Regions from separate parts of the Mus musculus genome. Here region 2 is linked to region 1. The links are chromatin contacts, called in public Hi-C maps. All regions are on one chromosome and are shown on one strand. The core of a region is the stretch at or near the end of the contact, and the rest is flanking DNA. Distances in the headings are between cores, read along the strand shown.

The links. A called contact is a pair of places that touch in the nucleus more often than the background predicts.
Region 2: a Hi-C map of CD8 T cells shows a contact between it and region 1, with 1.6 times the contacts expected there. The contact joins the promoter of Gfpt1 here to the enhancer-like site in region 1. A contact is called at or near these places in 1 of 39 promoter capture datasets (erythroid cells), 4 of 484 Hi-C or Micro-C datasets (CD4 T cells, CD8 T cells, Th1 cells and 1 more), 2 of 115 datasets of contacts at active chromatin or transcription factors (extraembryonic endoderm stem cells and pancreatic cancer cells) and 3 of 9 other capture datasets (adipose tissue, liver and pancreatic islet).

The regions. Positions count from the first base shown.
Region 1 is chr6:86,867,481-86,872,521 of GRCm38.p6, reverse strand. All of the region lies in intron 1 of Aak1 (AP2 associated kinase 1), which reads right to left. Among named protein-coding and RNA genes, the nearest start is that of Aak1, 20 kb to the right of the region's middle. Within about 2 kb of position 2,156, at least 38 of the 459 cell types and tissues checked have an H3K27ac peak or open chromatin away from gene starts, as enhancers often do. A contact at or near this core is called in CD8 T cells, Th1 cells and adipose tissue, where this site is marked.
Region 2 is chr6:87,041,288-87,046,256 of GRCm38.p6, reverse strand. It overlaps Gfpt1 (glutamine fructose-6-phosphate transaminase 1), which reads right to left and starts at 3,411. Exons shown (of 19, transcript NM_013528.3): 1 at 3,252-3,411. The coding sequence starts at 3,258.

The DNA of each region.
Region 1 (5,041 bases), core at 907-3,406:
ATATATATGCATACAAAATACCCAGCTGGGCAGTAATAGAGAATGCCTCTAATCCTAGCACTTAGGAGGCAGAGCCAGGCAGATCTCTGTGAGTTCAAAGCCAGCCTGGTCTACAGAGTGAGTTCCAAGACAGTCAGGGCTACACAGAGAAACCCTGTCTCCATAACAAAACAAAACAACAATAACAACAACAAAACCCTGATAGTTAACATAAATTATACAAGTATAAAATAAAAAAACTAATTGCTTCTAATAAACATGAAGTTATCAAATAAATACCACAAATGATATCTACATAACACTAAAAACAATTGAGGTCTGTAATTAGCCAAAAACTGAACCATCCGTATCTTCAGGTCTGCCCATGCACCAGCTCACAGGATCTATAGTAAACACCCTTAGACACCCCTCAGCATCTCAGAAAAGGGGATCACCTCTCACACCCCTCCACACCTCAGGACAGGAGTTCACCTCTTACACTCCTCAGCACAGGAAGTCACCCCAGCACAGGAAGTCATCTCTGACATGCTTCAGTACGTAGAACAGGAAGTTAGCTCTGACGTCACACCTCGAGCATGAGTGTTCCTTCCGTGCTCTCCTGGTCAATTCATCCGGCACCTCCTCCACCTCACATAGAAATCCCTGCTCCTCTGAGTTCCTGGCACCTAGTTTCTCTTGTGGGCGCGACACACTAATACATTCAAGTACGTCCCAATCTAAGCTACTATGAGACCGCCTCTTCCCTATCCAAACTTCTAGAAGAAACAGTCTACACAGGGTGATCCTGCTCCTTCCCCACCCTAGTCATTGCTGTATCTGCATCATTCTGAAACAGATTTGGGAAGGCTGACCCCATAGCAGCCCAATCGTGAGGACTTGTTCTGTGTGTCATCCAACCATTTAACATTTAGGGTCACATGTCTGTAACAACTGCCAGTGCTGACTTCCCCCATCTCTAACTCCGTCCTTCTGGGGAATCTCCTGATAAACTTATTTACTTAGTTAGTTTTTTCAGACAGGGTTTCTCTGTCTCCCTGGCTGTCCTGGTACTTGTTCTGTCGACCAGACTGACCTCAAACACAGAGATCCACCTGCCTCTGCCTTCCATTGCTGGAATGAGTCACCACAACTGGCTTCCTGCTAAACTTTAAATGCTATTCAACTCAGATTTCATGCTTGGCTCACTGCTCTTCTGAATCGCAACTAGTTTATGTTTTCAAACCATATCTCATGGAAGCTTCAAGCAAATCAATCCATGATGTTTCACTTCCTTAAACTGTCTTTACTAAAACTGATTTACTCAAAGCCTAAGCCCACTTCAATGAAGTAAAAAGTTATCAGGCTTGGTGGTGCATATCTTTAAACCAGCATTTGGGAGGCAGAAGTGGGTAGATTTCTGAACTTGAGGCCAACCTAGACTACATAGTGAGTTTCAGGCCAGCCAGGGCTGCATCATGAAACCTTGCACGAATGAGAAAAAGAAAAAAAGGGGTGCGAGTGTGTGTGTACCCTTCATCCTCTAAATGCAGGGCATTCCCGGGGGGGGGGAGGGGGACAAACAAGGAAGTATTTCCTATTTCTGCGTGTTGTGTTCTGCTGAGGATGAAGCATGGTGATAGAACGTAATATTCTGGTCCATGCTGGAATGCTCTGAAATCAGGTCTACAGTAGAGTCGGGTGGTAAGAGAAAAGACAATTTTAACAAGTATCAAAAAAAAAAAAAAAAAAAAAAAATCACAGGAAAAGTTCACCCCAGTCACCTTGAGAAACAATAAAGTAGAGCTGAGGCTGGCTGCACTGGCTTCAGTCCCAGCACGCAGGAAAACTGTGAGTACAAGATTGCTGTGGACAATGCATTGAGACCATGATCTAAAAACAACAACAAAACTCAGAAACACCATCGAAAGCAACACCATAAACCCCTGTGGATGTAGACTGTGAGGCTTAGGCTGGTAGGTAACAGGAAATAAGTGGCCAGACAACCCCCAACAGACTTCCAACTGATCATGACTGCAGAGCCTTGCTCTTTTCCCTTTGCTGCGTGTCACCTCAGCATGTCACCTAAATTAACTAGAGATTGGCATGGCTCCCCTCCCACACTATCCCGTCAAGGGCTGAGTAAGACTCAGAACGCTCACGGACACGCCTCTGTTTCTGTTACCACTCTGCTACCCAGCCCGCAGCGACAGCTTTCTAAATGCTCTTCCTTCAGTCAGACTGCTCCTCAGGCTCCCAGCTCTTCTAAGGTCACTGCTGCTCAACCCCACAACTCCACCAGAAAAGCTCAGAATGGCTTCTAGTGTTCTCAGACAGCCTCCAGACCCACAGCTCTCTGGAAACTAGGCCCTGCCTTTCCTGAGGCCTTTCCAATTGTTACTCTCAAAAAGATCATTTAGGGGGAAAAAAAAAGTTTGAATGTACGGAAATTTAAAATATCCACAAAAACACACCATTAGCAAATGTGAATAACAAAATAGAAAAAAAAAAAAAAAAACCAAACAACTTGCCATGCATATCACCAAGGATTGGTCCCTTTTTGTTTCATTTTGGGGTTTTTTGACATGGTTTCTGTGTGTAGTCCTGGCTGTCTGGAAACTACCAAGCTGGCCTTGAACTCACAGAGATCCACCTGCCTCTGCCTTGTGAGTGGCTACATAGCCAAGATATGCATCACCATGCTACCCAACAAGGATTAATGCCTTAAACATGGAAACAATGATGAGTATCCTAACAAGAATGTGAGCCAAGGAACATAAGAATTTCAACACAAGAAACAAATGAAAAGAAAAATAAGTATGGAAGGGAAAAGGAAGGAAATCCATCCAATCTTCTAACCATGGCAGACAAGACAGACGTCCTTACAGACCAACCTTCCTGGAGAAAGGCTTGTAGCTTGAATTGAAAACTAAAACGTGCCCATCTTTGGAGCCAGGAATTTAACATTCAGAAAGTTAGTGTAAGGAAGTAAGAAAACAAATGCCCAAAGCCTTTAAACAAACAAACAAACAAATTTCCTGGCCCAGTCATTAAGACACTCCTTGCCAAGCATCTTGCTTCCAAGACCAGAGTTCAAGCCCAACGACCTACAGAAAGGCAGCAGAGAATCCAGTCTCTTAAGTTGACTTTTGAATTCCACATATACTGTAGTATGTAAACACAAGCACACATGCACAAACAAACAATAAATAAATAATAAAATTGAAAAAATTCCTGCCGGGAGTAGAGGCACATACCTATATAATTAATCTCAGTGCTCTGGAAACTAGGGCAAAACAATGAGTTTAAGAAGTCTGCTTGTGGTTACATAGTTAAGACCCTATCTTTAAAAATAATAACAAAAATTAAAGAAAGTCCTAGAGCTGTTTTACAGTAACTATAAAGTAATCTAAATGTCTAAGACTAGAAGATCAGTTAAGTAAGTCGCAATTCAGTAAACAGCAGGCTCAAACGACGCTGCTGATCTGGGGACCTGGGGACCTGGGGACATACTGACTAGCAACTAACATGATGAACAGTTAGTTCTTCTCTTTGCTGCCGACCTGGGGACATACATACTGACTAGCACCTAACATGATGAACACTTCTTCTCTTTGCCTAGCTATGTATTTACTCTTACTCATTCTGTTATTATTAAGGATTAATTAATAATAATCAAAACACCAAAAGAAACTTTTTTTTTAAGACAGGGTTTCTCAGTGTGGCCTTGACTGTCCTGGAACTTGATCTGTAGACCAGGCCTGCCTCTGCCTCCCAAGTGCCAGGATTAAAGGTGTGTACCCATCACCCTCCCCCCCAGCCCCCACCACCCCACCCCACCACCACCAACCCCCCAGACTTACTAAAGGAAACTTTTAAGATTTCTTGCTTGTTTTCTTCCATATCAAGAAAAGATTCTGTTTGTTTTTTGAGACAAAGACTCTATGTGGTTTGAGTTAGCCTCAAACTCAAGATCCTTCTGCCTTGGCCAGCCAAGTGCTAGTACCACTGGGCTCAGCTCAACCAAAGACTGCATTTGAAACTCATTCACTTTGTTTTAAGCCTTCCAACCCCAAATACCAAACACCAGTTGAAACTCCACTGGTGAGACAAGCATATCAAGCACAGAAGCCTGGGTGATGGCTGTTACTCAGAGTGGAGCAGCAGCTGGGGAGATTGCTCCATGGGAGACCACGCATTGGAGTGGACAAGCCTTGGTTCAAGCTCCACTGCTCAAGAAAGAGAGAGGGAGGGAGAAATAACTAAAACAACACTGTAAAAGTGCCTGGAACACTGCCTTACATCAAATGTATGATGTAAGGGCAGGTAGCAGGAGAGGAAGGGAAGGGCAGAGAGGCAAAGGAAAATACAATCAGCGGGGTAAGGCTGCAAGCACTGACACTCAGCATTTCCACACCCATGCACTTTCCTCTGCACATGTTCTGTAATCACAAGGCAGACCCTTACACCATCACCCAGTCTCCTTTGTAGCACACAACTCTAACAGCGTCTAAGTCCATAGCAAACCAGAAGCAGTGAGACTGAGGGAGTACTGCTAATTCAGAAAGGCACACAGAAAACATCAAGAAGTAACAGTTAACATTCCCAACCTCAACGGAACAAAACCAGAAAACACCACTAACTTCCTGCTCAGGGGCAAAGCATCTTACAGCAAGCAAAACTCCAAGACAGAGCAGTGGCATTCTAGAAACAGTACACTTCAGAATAAAACAACTGTCCACCAGACATTAACTCTGCCCTCTCAGAAGCTGCACTACCGCACGTGAATATGAGGTCAGGGTGCAGTCCTCCTGCAGCACGGGGCAGGTAAAAGGCACTTCCCACCTACAACAAGCTACCTCTGTGGCACATGCTCTAAAGACAGGAATACGCAATGTACTTCACAAAAAGCCTGCCCAAACAGTAAAATACCAGAAGCTGATAAACACCAAGGAGCAGGAAAGCTTGATCCTAATGAAGAATGTGTGCACAAAAGTGGACAAACATACAGATAATTAAAAAGTAAAATGTATCTTTAAAGATGGAAAAAACCAGCTCAATCAAA
Region 2 (4,969 bases), core at 2,162-4,661, 170 kb before region 1:
GCATTCCAGGTCTAACAGAGAGCAGTTACAAAGCTCTCCTGTGCCTGATGGATTTCAGATTGCCTCAGATAGTACTGTGACAGCACCTGCAGCCATTATATCTGCATTCATTTTGTTTCCTCAAAGACAACTCTCTTGAGTCTTCTCTCAAAAAGTGCCACCAAGCACTTCATCACCTTCATCACCTTCTGACCCTTTCTAGGTACCGGAAAGTTACAGTTGAAAATCCCAAGCCCCAGGAAACAACACTAAATATTGCTCAATGCTAAAGAAGGATAAGTAAAGGCCTCCTAACTAAAAGCTTTATATATATATATATATATATATATATATATATATATATATATATATGAGCCCAACAAAGTTACTAGGTTTAAAGGTTTCTAGAACCTTTAGTCTTGCTAATTCTGGATCTCTGGGAGAAGACTATCACAAACAAGTATTACAAAACCCTTCCCATCTTCTTTTGCTCATTTCTATTAACCCTGACACCTATTAAGCTCTCCCTTCCCCAGAAAATGTGTATCAAACAAGTTCCCTCACAGCTCACAGCTTCTTCATATCCAGTGTGACTTCTTTTTTTTTTTTTTTTTTTTTTGGTTTTCAAGACAGGGCTTCTCTGTGTAGCCCTGGCTGGCCTGGAACTCACTTTGTAGACCAGGCTGGCCTGGAACTCAGAAATCCGATCTGCCTCTGCCTCCCCAATGCTGGGATTAAAGGCTTGCACCACCACGCCCGGCTGCCTCCAGTGTGACTTCTAAAGAGCGTAAACAGTATGTATTTACAAGTCACCCTAGCAGCCAGTCCCAGCATCCCTCAATAACCTTCAGGTAAGTATCTCAAAAAAAATAAAAAATAATTTTAAAAAAGGCAAGAATCACTAGTTTAAAAAAAAACAATTGAAAATAGATACCTATTCTCTGGGAAATATATAAAACTAATATAAAAAAGTGTTACTGGGTTCTAGGACAACCAAGCCTAACACAGAGAAACCCTGTCTCAGCAAATAAAAACAGAAATGCCTCAAATACCGTGTGCTAGCATATTGATTTACTTATTCTTCATAATCAGTGAAACTCAGTGTAATAGCTGCCTTGCACTAGCAGCCACTCTGACTAACAGTTCCTCCTTTCTTATCTGAGCTTCATGAACTACATCCGATTCCTTTTTCTTTTTGTTTTATAGTATACAAATACTTTTCTTCCTGGTACAAGATGAGGAAATAACCTGCAACCAGAATGCCAGGTACTTGCCTAGGTACATAACTCATCACTCCAACATAGTTTAACTAGCTGGGTGTGGTGGCAGAGTCCTGCCATCCCAGCCCTTGGGGGCAGAAGGAGGATCAGGAGTTCAAGGTTATTCCCAGCTACAGAGTGAGTTCAAAGCCAACCCAGGCTAGTGAGAGTCAGTCTCAAAGAAAGAGAGAAAACCGTTAACTACCAAACACAGCAAACTAGTAACTAACCAGCTTGAAAATTCACTACTCACAATTTGAAACTAATTTATGAATGTTTTGTAAAACCAATCTATTAAACAGTAAAAGTATAATTAATTATGAAGTCAACTCTAATCCAGTAATTCCATGATGTTTAGAATTCTAAAATCTAGAATCTCTAAGCTTAAGCCTGCTCTTCATTTTCAGAAGGCGAAACGATTAAACACAGGAAAACACACACTGAGGACAACCTACCCCTTCCCGAGTTCTTACAAGTGAAAGACTACAAAGAATGTTTCTCACACAGCTACAAGTCTTACAATACCTCTTTCTAAAATGTGTTCTTTCTTGGGAACCAGGCACAGTGGCTCATGCCTAGAATCTCAGCACTCACGAGGCTGAAGGAGAACTGGGATCTAGACCTGCTTGAGAGACAGCGTGGGACACTATTTCTAAGAAACAAACGCTCTTTAGTCTAGTGGTCATTGTCGGTTTTAAAAGGAAAGGTAAAAATATAACTTTTTAAATACTACTAATGGCTCATTCCCATTTTACAATATTATTAGTGGTATCATATATAATTCTCATGGTATCTTTTAGTAACACTTTTTGATAATGGGGGGCGGGGGTGAGGGGTAAGACAGAGTTTCTCTGTGTAACTGTGCTCCAGCTGTCTTGGAACCAGGTTGTACTCAAAATCACTGATTTCCACCTGCCTCTGTCTCCTGAGGGCTAGGATTAAAGGCGTTGTACCACCACCGCCCAGCTAAATAAGAAGCCTTAAAATATGGAATAAAAGAGCCTGTTTTTTTTAATGGTTGTAGTAAAGACATATGTTAAACAGGTGTACATGCATGATGTGGGATCTTTAGCCAGGACTACTACTCTCTCTTCCAACAAGATCAGCTCTGAGCCCATTTCATCAAGTTATTGATTTAGTAATGGTTCCTGTTGAGAGACTTAAGAGTGGCAGAAGTCATGTGGGGTATCACTGTCAGTGCGTTGGCTTGAGTTCTCGCAGGCCTGCCTAAAATAAAGTGACTAGAATTAAGTATTTTTAAGACTGCAAGATAAGTAAATTCAAGAAATGCTACCAGCCAGGAGTGGTCATTCATACTTATAATCACAACACTTGGAAGGCTGAGACAGGGCAATGTGAATTACAGGCCAACCTGGGCTACCAAGTGGGACCCAGTTACAAAGAGACAGAAAAAGGGGATTTGGGGGGTGTGGCTAAGGGAAAGAGTACTCACTCACTTGACAAGCTGCCTTTATGAGTTTAACCCCCAGTACCACACAGCATGTTCACAGGTCGCCTCACTCACCTGGTGGACCTTCCCCTAGGCATCCCTCCATACTTGGTCTCACTTTGAGCCTCACAGCTCTTCTAAGGTAGGTATTCATCTATCCTCTGAGCTCTATGCAAAGGTGCCCCTTGAACGCTCTGATACCCTCCCTGGCCCACCCCACCCCCAATCCTCTAGCCCCTTTAAGTAGCCTCTGACTCCTAGGGCCCCCACAATCTCCTCTGCCGGTCCCTCTTAAGCACACTAGCTCCGGCCGCCCCTTCAACACCGGAATCCCCATCTTAGAGTCCCTGCCTCACGGACAGCAGCCTTTCTCCCCAGAGACCCTTCTCCTTCCAGATCCCGGCTCCCCTCAGGACCCTCAATCTCCTCGGGATGCCCGCTCCACAAGCCCCCCTTCTCTTCAGGACCCCAGCCCCAAGGCCGCTCTGTTGACACGCGCTGTCCACCTCTGGCTTCACTGCGCGGGCCCTGCGGCCACCACACACCCCCATCGCTGCCCTTACCGCACATGATGTTGGTCACGGGCGAGGGCTGAGCTGTCGGGCGCGCGGAGAGCTTCAGAAGCGAGGGTGAGCTCGGGCCGGGGTGGTGGCAATGAGAGGACTCTGGGATGCGACAGCTCAGACCCGACAGTCCGACTCAGCGCTCGCTTCGCTCTCAACTGCCGCCCCGCCCCCCCCGGCCACGCGCGCCGCCGCGGCTCTCCCATTGGGCCGCGCCCGCGCCGCTCACGCGCAGGCATCGCCCGCCCAGCGCGCAGACGCAGAGCTGCGGGTAGCGACGTGGCAGGGGCTCGACCAGCATCCGCTTTAGGTTCCTGGAGCCGCCCGCTGAGGGCGAGCCGAGCCTCGGAGGAGGAGGAGGAAGGGAATGTTTACACAGCAGTTTGTGTGTTTCAAGGGGAACGGGAAGGAGGGAGACAGAGAGAAAAGCTGTAGGGCAGGAGGGAGAGCCTGGGACAGACGTGTCAGTGTGCAGAGCCACGGTGGCCGGAACTGCGCTGCTGGCGCAGAGGTGCGGGAGCCTGCAGGACGCCCTCGGGCAGCCATTCCGGTGACGACCTGAGCTGTAGGCAAGGTGCTCAGCGCCCCACTCCCTGCCTTCCTCACTGTTCTCTGCCTAAGGTACCACTAGTCAGTAGTCCCAGCACTGCGCCTGCGCTCAGGGAAGCTGTGGGCACGTTGTACTCGGGATCGCTCTTGTCGCGAATGAACTCTCCGTTGAGAAAAGAGGAGTTAGCGGGGCGTTCCCTTTCAGAAGGTTTAAATAATACCTTGGAGCAAAAGTAGCTGGTTATCAGCCCGCACTTGATAGCTCTAACGGAAATGAATGAGTAGGGCCCACAGAAGCACTCTCAGCCAGAATCCCCTTCCTACTGCTCCAGCATTCAAAACTGCACGCCAGGGTTATTCTACAGAGTCCCACATCACATCCTTGCCACTTTTAAGTGTGACATCTTTAGGTCTCCCCAAGATGGTTTTAACATCTCATCCTTTGATCTGTCTCATACAATAACAGACTTCTTTGGTTTTTTGTTTTTTGTTTTGTTTTTTGTTTGTTTGTTTGTTTTGAGACAGGGTTTCTCTGTGTAGCCCTGGCTGTCCTGGAACTCACTCTGTAGACCAGGCTGGCCTCGAACTCAGAAATCCGCCTGCCTCTGCCTCCCGAGTGCTGGGATTAAAGGCGTGCGCCACCACGCCCGGCTATAACAGACTTCTGTATTAAAGGTGGTTTTTTTCCTCTCCCCACTAAACTGTTAAGTTCCTTTATGATAGAGTGAGATTTTTTTGTTTGTTTGTTTGGTTGGCTTTTTTTTTTTTTAATAACCAACACTTGCCTAGTCATAGACCAGAGCAATACGTGGCAAATTAAAACTGTTCTGGTGGCTGGAAAGAGTGATAAAAGCCTTATAGGCTTGTCCTAAGCTCTTTGTATGTGCAAGGAAGCAAAGGCTTTTCAGTTTTTTTATCGCCTATCTCAAATAGAGGCTAGAAAAAGTAATCAAGGAAGTATTTCTCATCTAAAAGGCTCTTCATTATTCCAAGCCATTACACAGGTCCCTAGATTACGTTGGCAGAGCTAACACAGTGACATGTTCCTTAGAGGACCTCTTAGAGACCCTCCCCTGGAAGGCGACTTGAATGATACTGCACAAGAACCGAAGTGTGGTTCTGGTGCCTTGCCTCCCTTGTTTGCTGGCAGCAAACCTGTCGATGCCACA